Linked DNA regions of Mus musculus: region 1 is linked to region 2. The links are chromatin contacts, called in public HiChIP or PLAC-seq maps. All regions are on one chromosome and are shown on one strand. Each heading gives the region's core, a stretch centred on a gene start, on an enhancer-like site or on the middle of the called end of the contact. The rest is flanking DNA. Distances are from core to core; before and after follow the strand shown. Region 1 overlaps Ube2cbp (ubiquitin-conjugating enzyme E2C binding protein). Region 2 holds the start of Tpbg (trophoblast glycoprotein).

Region 1 (3,946 bases), core at 657-3,156, 530 kb before region 2:
AGATGACCCCTCTGGTTCCACCATTTCACTCACCATGTGGTGCTGGCCAATCATGTGACCCTTCTGACTGCTGAAATAAACAGTGCCTGCCAATCAGGGCTCCTCTAGGTAATGAGACAAAACATACAGTCAGCAAGCCTGCTGTCTGGATGTGTCAGGCCCAGGAGAAATGATGGAAGAAACTTAAGATCTAGACTTATAAATTTTAAGCACACATCGTAGAGAAGAGCTTACAACCATAATAAACCCAGATAACTCTTTAAATATTTATTTGTATATTTATTGTTTTCTCTTCTACTTGCAAAACTATTACTGCCAAGGAGGGACTGGAAAATGGTGAGCCAGCAGTCCTGCCTTGAATGTGCTCTTCCTCAGAGTGCAGCAGGACTCGGCCAATCGCCGTGCTCACTTAAGTCAAGATGCCCTTCCCGAAGGCTCATGACCAGCCTGGGTTAGGCGTTAGCTCACTGGAGAGCTCCAAGGGACAGTCACAATCTAAGGAAGTATCCTGTGGCTTTTAAGAAGATGCAAGTTTGAAGCAAATATTTTTAGTATACATTAATTTTCAGAATGCAGATAGCTTCAGTGAGCCCTATTGTGGTTGGTGAGGTTCAAAGTGTGACTTCTGGGTGCTTAAATTGGTTTCTAAACATATTGTAAGGGGAGAACATTTCTAGTATACCTTCAAAGGCAAATAATACTGAATGTGGGACTAAGGATGTAGTGCTCTGGTACAGTGCTTGCTAAGTACGCACAGGCCCTGGGTTTGATCCCTAGAACTGAAAAGCAAAACTGAGGGTGTCTGTAAAATCAGCAGCTTTGAGGCAAGTGTCTAATCTTTATTTCCAAATAAGACTGCAAAGCAAGAGGAATGCATTCAGGTCTAATCCTAAGCCTGGAGGGGGTGAGATGGGAAGACATTCCCAGTAAGGGTACTGGCATGGCGGTGCAGTAAGTGCGGTAGTTGATATGCACGTGCTATTAAATAACAGCAAACAGGGTCTCTCCAGAGAGATGGTACTGTCTGCATCTTTTAGGAGAAGTTCAAGTCCTAGAAGGAATACGGGCTTTCTAGACCCAGAAGCTGCCTCTCTGGTCAGAGTACATAGTTCAGTGCTATACAGGACCGGAAGTTTAGCTCTGTGGCTTGGGGGAGGGTATAAAGAGAGAGGTGGGAGTGAGCCTGAGCCACTGGGCTGAATTGATGTTTTACTTTTAGAAAAGATAGCGTTGTCATCATCTCTAATTCAGAGAAATGTTGAGAATGTAATATAATGCGTAAAAGCAGAAAGAAGAACAGAAGCAACCCATGTAAAATAATAATCTCCACAGCACAGAATTCATTCAAACACTTCCGTGCTAAGTCCAGTCTTATATAGGAAAGTGGGTGCCGCCTGTTCTAGTCCCTCCAGTAGGCAGAGTTTGCTCTGCCACACACATCAGAAACTGATCAGCAGAATACATCATCTGCTTGGTGCTGGAACTAAGTACTACTGAGCTGCACAATGTCCGTGTCCCCTTATGCACTCAACCACCAATGCTCCTCAAACGGCAGTTACCACAGATCTGTATACAGTTAGATTTTTAGAGCTTGAGTTCATAGAAATGGCAAAAGAATACATATATGTATAAAGTAAATGTATGCATGCTGTGTGTTTCGTATGTCTGTTCTCTTTAGAAGAATGGTGGTGAGATGCTCTAGTGGGCATCACACAGGAAATCCTCAAGGAGACAGAAGCAAAAGCTGTACTGTTCGTGTATCACCTCTCAGCCTTGTCCCCTGGGGTTTCTCCTTAATTGGAGAACTTGAAAGTCAGGATTCTAGACACGGCCTTACCACTGTCTCCACGTCTGCCTCCTCTCAGACAGGGCCTCTTTCTGTGTCTAGTGCCCGGTGCTCAGTTTCCTGCTCTGTCACATGAAAGACTTTTCAACTGGGCTCCACAGATCCCACAAAGCCGCTTCAAGGGCCCCTCTGAAGGATGAAGGGCAACATCCTGCCAGTTCAGCCTCTTCAAACGGCATCTTGGCTTTTATTTGTGTGGCAGTTGGCCTGTCGCAAGACTTTTGAACAAAAGGATCCCAACACTTTAAAAGTCTGAAAGTCACTGACCCAGACATTTCCTAAGTCCCTCTACACGCAGATTGGTTCCACATCTATAAAATGAAAGTGACGGCTCTTGCTTAGGTGGCTGAAGGGTCATCAAGACATTCTGTGTGAACAGAGCCCGTGCAACATGGGAGACAGCGAATGTGTTAGCCATCACTTCCTCCACCCCTCCCAGATGGTCTCACCCATCAGCCTGGACATCCTATGACTCCTGTAATTTGAATATGAAGTAACTACCTGAAAAATGAGTGCTCTGTCTGCTTTATGCCAGCAACAGCATAAAAGTGGTTTGGACCTTTACCTTGTGAATATAAAAAACTTATTCTGTGGGTTTTTTTTTTTTTTTGTGCATGTGAACGTGTGTGTGTGTGTGTGTATGTATGTATGTACCCATGCCAAAGCACACACTGAAGGTCACCAGACTCAGTTTTGTCTTTTCCCCATGAGGGTCCTGGGGATCAGACTCAAGTCCTCAGACGTGGCAAAAAGCTCCTTTACCCACCAAGCCATACCTTGTTTATATCTTTACCTTTGATATATTCTTCTCACATAATGAGGACAGTATATAAACACGCGCACACGATGTAGTTCTCCTCCATGTCATGTTTTTAAAATAATTCCGACCAGGCATTTATGAAAGTTAACATATCTGTGTGTTTCAGGCTTGCTAGCTCCTGGGAAGGTGACATCAGCGTCCACCCTTTAACCCTGCCCTCTGCAACCTGTTTGGAGCTGCTGCTAATACTATCCAGGAACAATGCCTCCCTGCCTCTGTCCCTTCGCCAAATGAATTCCTTCCAGGTAAGAAACAGCTCCTTAATGAAGAGGTTTTTCAAAGATCTTGTCATTCACAGGAGAGAGTCCATGGCGAGCAAGTTTCAAATGACAATGATAGTCAGGAGCACAATGCTCTCTTCAGTGAGGGACCACGTGAAGCCTCAGAAGTCAGGCATTATCTAGCACGGGCAGACCCACAGCTCCATCTCCAGGTCTTGCCCTAACCTCTGTCTTCTTTTCCTCAAGAGAAGTGGCAAGAAGATCTGGCCAAGAGGTTCTCAGCCTTCCTAACACTGTGACAACAGCTTTTAAACAGCTCCTCATGCTATAGAGCACCCCCCAAACATAGAATAATTTCACTGCTACTTCATAACTGTAATTTTGCTACTGTTGTGAATTGTCATGAATATATCAATTCAGGATATATGTATGCAACCCCCATGACCTAATGGCTGAGAACCACTGCTCTAGAGCAAAGCCGTTGGGTCATTTTCAGTGGCTTGAAGGCAGATGCTGACTGGGCGTTTACTAGGGCTGGAGAATCCATGTTCTCAGGACCATTCTCTCTCCTCAGCCCCCCCTCAGCCCTTCTCCCCGCCCTGGGTATTTATTTGTATAGTTCCCTGCTGCTCATGTAGACTGGATGACAGGAGTATAAGTCTTCCTTAGCAGCCAATAAATTGTCACATGAGGTGGCAAATGGAAACTAAGGATGAGAGTTAAGTAGTGGCTTGTGCTGTGACCCTAAAGCTACTGAATAAAACTGAGTGCATCTCTCTGGCTTACAAGAGTAGAATAATATTCATAAGATCTCAGACACTGGTGGGAGAGGCACGCACTGCCAGGAAGTGAGTGCAGGTAGAGTGGGCAGTTCCTGGGAAGGGTTGCTGATATATTCTAGGACAGTGCCAAGAGCAGAAAGTGTGACTTAGTGTTTCTCTGTCGCATGGCAAACAGGACATGGAAAATTCAGGAAATGGATCAAAAGCATGTGTTCCAGTGTAATTTACTCCATATTTTCTTGGAGATCTGTTGTATCTGTTGTCTCTGTGAGTCACT
Region 2 (3,493 bases), core at 907-3,406:
AGGTCTAAGAGGCCACGATTCCTCATTTTCTCCGGGAATGCGCAGGTAAGCCTGGCTTTATCTGGCACCACCTCTGTCTCTTTAAGCCAAGCCACCATGTCAGCCATGTAGCAGTCGCAAACCCAGGGATTGTTGTCCAGGAACACCTTGACATGAGCCAGGCCGTGCCACTCAGCCAAGGTGGAGTTGTGAAGGACCTTGAGGGCATTGTCCTCCAAGTGGAGGCTTTCGAGGTGTGTCAGGTTGCGGAAGGATGCGTAGGTCAGGCTCACCAGGGAATTGTTCCTGAGGTCCAGGTATCTGAGACTCGGCAGTTGGGCTAGTAAGTCCCGAGGCAGGAAAAGAAAGTGATTGCTGGCTAGCTCCAGGCGTGTAAGACCTCGGAGTGCAAGGCCTGAGCGCAGAGCTGCTGCCACCATGCCTTCGAAGGCCACCATACCCTCGAAGCTCCCGTTCTGCCTCTGATCCTCAGGGGGCACGATGTGATTCAGGATCAGCTCCTCCAGGGGGCTGGGGGCCGAGACGCTGGCGTTGCTGCCCGCAAAGGCGAAGGCGCTGAGGTTGGTGAGAGGGTTGTGGCTGAGGTCAAGCCGGCGCAGACCCGGCAGATGCTCGAAGGCACCTGCACACACTTCCTTCAGGTGGTTGCCGCTGAGGTTGAGCGCCTCCAGGTCGGCGAGCGGCGGCTGGCGGGCGAAGGCGCCCGCCGGGAGCACGGTCATCTGGTTGCCGGTAAGGAAAAGGTTGCGCACGTAAGGCGGTAGATCCGCCGGCACCTCCAGCAGGTTGCGGTTCACGCACTTAACCGTGCGCGCCGCCTCGGAGCACTCGCACGCCGCGGGGCATCTCTCGGCTGGCGGAGGCTGCGCAGACCCCGAGGCCAGGAAGGCTGCCGGGGAGGTGGAAGACGAGGGTACCGAAGAGCTGGGGGCCGACGCGGAGACCCAACCCAGCAGCACTAGCGCCAGCCTTGCCAACCTCAGCCGTCCGTCCCCGGCGGAGGGGCCCCGGGAGCCCGCCCCAGGCATCGCGGCTCGCGGTTCCCCGGAGCTGGGACAGCGCCCGCTCCGAAGACTCGACCGCCTGGGCCCGGCGGGCGCGAGCCGGCCGCAAGCGTCGACGGCAAACTTTCCTCGCGTGGGAGCAGAGGAGGGGACGCCAAAAGCTGGAACTTGGCTAACCCCGAGCCACCGGGCGTCCCCCTCCCGGAGCGGCACCCCGCCCTTCCCTCCAGTGAGTACGCACGGCGGGTCGGGACACGGGCCTTGGCGCTCCTCCTCCCGCCGCAGCTGGGGTGGGTGGCACCTCCTCAACTCCTTTGTTGGCGCCTCTCTCAGGGCAGGATCGGATGAGCGACCTGGGACAAGCGGGAGAGAAGCGTGAGGAGGAGTGACGGCCGCAGCTCCCCGAGTACGAACCAAGTAGTCCCCACACTAGCAACCCGGCCCAAGCTTCTGTGTGCGTCCTTCCTCCCTAGTGGGACGCGGTCCCCACTCCCAGGCGCTAAGCCTACCTCTTCCGGGCCCACACCATCAGGACCCGGGCCACCTCCCGCCTGGCTCCTGCCCGGATTGCCCTCCTCCCGCCTAGAACTTCACGCAGACCCCGCGGTGTCCAGCGAGCAAACTTCTCCTTTTTCCGGATCCCAGCTCCTACCGCCCCGGCCGACCACCTGCCTTCCGGGGTCCCCGCCCCCGCCGCTCCTCCCCCTCCCACCTTGGGATGAGAGCGAAGTTTCGGGTTACGGGACTCTTAAGAGCTTTTTTTTTTTTTTGGTACCTCCTTGGATTAGTGTGAAAAGGGGAGCAGAGCCGTACAGCTGTCGCCTACTCTCGACTCCCCAGTTCCTGGCCACCCAGCTCCCCGATCCCGAGAGGATCCAGACATCTCCAGAAAAACGGAGGGAACCCGCCAACAAAGCGGCCGTGGGACCGTGGGCGGTGTGGCAGCCAGGACCCCCCCCCCCCCGGCTCTCTTCACGCCCTAGTATAGAAAGGAACCCTGGTCCCGCCTCCAGGCTCCAAACCTGGCCGCTCGGTCCCCACTGCTCACCTCCGCACCCCGCGCCTGCAAAGCCAACTCCGAGGGCCACCCGAGTCCACGCGCCTTCCCAGCTCCTGCTGCGGGCGCCGACTCTCCTCTCAACCCCAGCCCCTGGCCCAACCTCCACGGCTGGGAAAAACCAAGCCGGGGGGCGGGGGAGGGCCAGGGCTGCAGGAGAGATCGCCGCCGCGCTGGCCACCTCTGCTGCCCCAGGTAGGGGCTTCAGGGAGGGATACGAGGGGCAACCTAGGCTGGGCGACTCCCCTAGGCGGAGATAAATGAGCAACGCATCCCGAGAAGGTGAGGGATTCCCCTTCTGTTCCCCCTCCCCGGCATCCTTTGGTGGTTCCGTATTTTGCATAGCGTATTTACCTCGGACAGAAACAAAACCGCTGGTGGACCTCTTGGAATTCACGCTGCTTCTGGCACCGCTGGCAGTGAGGAGAGGGATTTAAGCGTGAGCAAAGCAGCAGTAGAAGAAGGAGCTGCACAGGTTACATCCGCCGCGGCAAACGCCTGGGTTGTGAGGGAGATTCAGAAAGTCTCCTCTCTCGTGGCTCGGTTTGGCTGGCAACTTCAGTTTATGAGGTAGTTAGTTAATGCCTTCCTACCTGTGCCGCCCCCGCACGTCTAGGGTAGTTATCAAACTTGTAAAGACAGTCAACTTTAAAGTGGGGGAGGGTTACTGGAAAGGACACTCATTCTTGATTCATTATGGGTGGTTTTTTCCCCCCTCCTCTCAAAATTAAAACCAGAGGGAAGAAAATTGCAGCTAAAACACCCCAGAAACAAAAGCAAATTGCAAAGACGTGAGTCACCCGGAAAGCTCCCTACACCAGATGCGGTGCGTTGTGTCAGCACAAGTCACTTACGCAGGGAGCGCTCGCGGCGGGAGGTGGGCGGGCTGACCTGGGAAAGAAGTTTGTCCCAAAGTCTGTCTCCCAGGGGGCGCTGGCAGGCGCCGGATGATGGATTAGGGAAACGACTGGAATGCTTATAGGACCAATGTCATTAAGTCTGGAGAGAGTTGGAGTCCCGAACGCCCTCTCATTGCTCTCTCAAAAAGTCTTATCTGCTTTTCCTCAGTCAAATTTTCCCCAAGTTAAAAGGTGTGGGTGATTACAGACTATTTCATTTTAGAGAGAGAAACGATAGGAGAGATAAGGCTGGGAAAAAGAAGACCCAGTATAATAAAAGTATCAAGTTAAGGAAGCCGGGGATTGTTCCCCACAACATGCATCATGACTGTGGCGGTCCAATTCTGAGTCTATGGCTGTTTCTTTCTGTGGAAAGATAGTCCACAGAAACACCAGCCAAAATGGCCCAGGAAAAAAAGCTGCAGAGCCTGGAGACTGCAGAGATTTGTGCAAAAAGACAGTTTCATTAATTTGCATCTTCAGCACATTTATCTAAATCCCTTTCTCTTATTTTTAAAAGTGTTTTGCAGTAT

The links. HiChIP or PLAC-seq counts read pairs in DNA pulled down with a chosen protein or histone mark.
Region 1: a contact with region 2 is called in an H3K27ac HiChIP or PLAC-seq map of acute myeloid leukemia, with 3 times the contacts expected there. The contact joins the enhancer-like site here to the promoter of Tpbg in region 2. A contact is called at or near these places in 6 of 39 promoter capture datasets (the 3T3-L1 cell line, cranial neural crest, frontonasal cranial neural crest and 3 more), 1 of 484 Hi-C or Micro-C datasets (nephron progenitors), 13 of 115 datasets of contacts at active chromatin or transcription factors (acute myeloid leukemia, astrocytes, a colorectal cancer cell line and 10 more) and 3 of 9 other capture datasets (adipose tissue, embryonic stem cells and liver).

What each region holds. Positions count from the first base shown.
Region 1 is chr9:86,371,306-86,375,251 of GRCm38.p6, reverse strand. Ube2cbp (ubiquitin-conjugating enzyme E2C binding protein) reads left to right here. Exons shown (of 10, transcript NM_027394.2): 9 at 2,773-2,911. Among named protein-coding and RNA genes, the nearest start is that of Ube2cbp, 92 kb to the left of the region's middle. Within about 2 kb of position 1,906, at least 28 of the 459 cell types and tissues checked have an H3K27ac peak or open chromatin away from gene starts, as enhancers often do. A contact at or near this core is called in acute myeloid leukemia, where this site is marked.
Region 2 is chr9:85,841,515-85,845,007 of GRCm38.p6, reverse strand. Tpbg (trophoblast glycoprotein) reads right to left here and starts at 2,156. Exons shown (of 2, transcript NM_001164792.1): 1 at 2,053-2,156; 2 at 1-1,357. The coding sequence starts at 1,028. LOC115487186 (a long non-coding RNA gene) reads left to right here and starts at 1,328. Exons shown (of 2, transcript XR_003948199.1): 1 at 1,328-1,410; 2 at 1,793-3,493.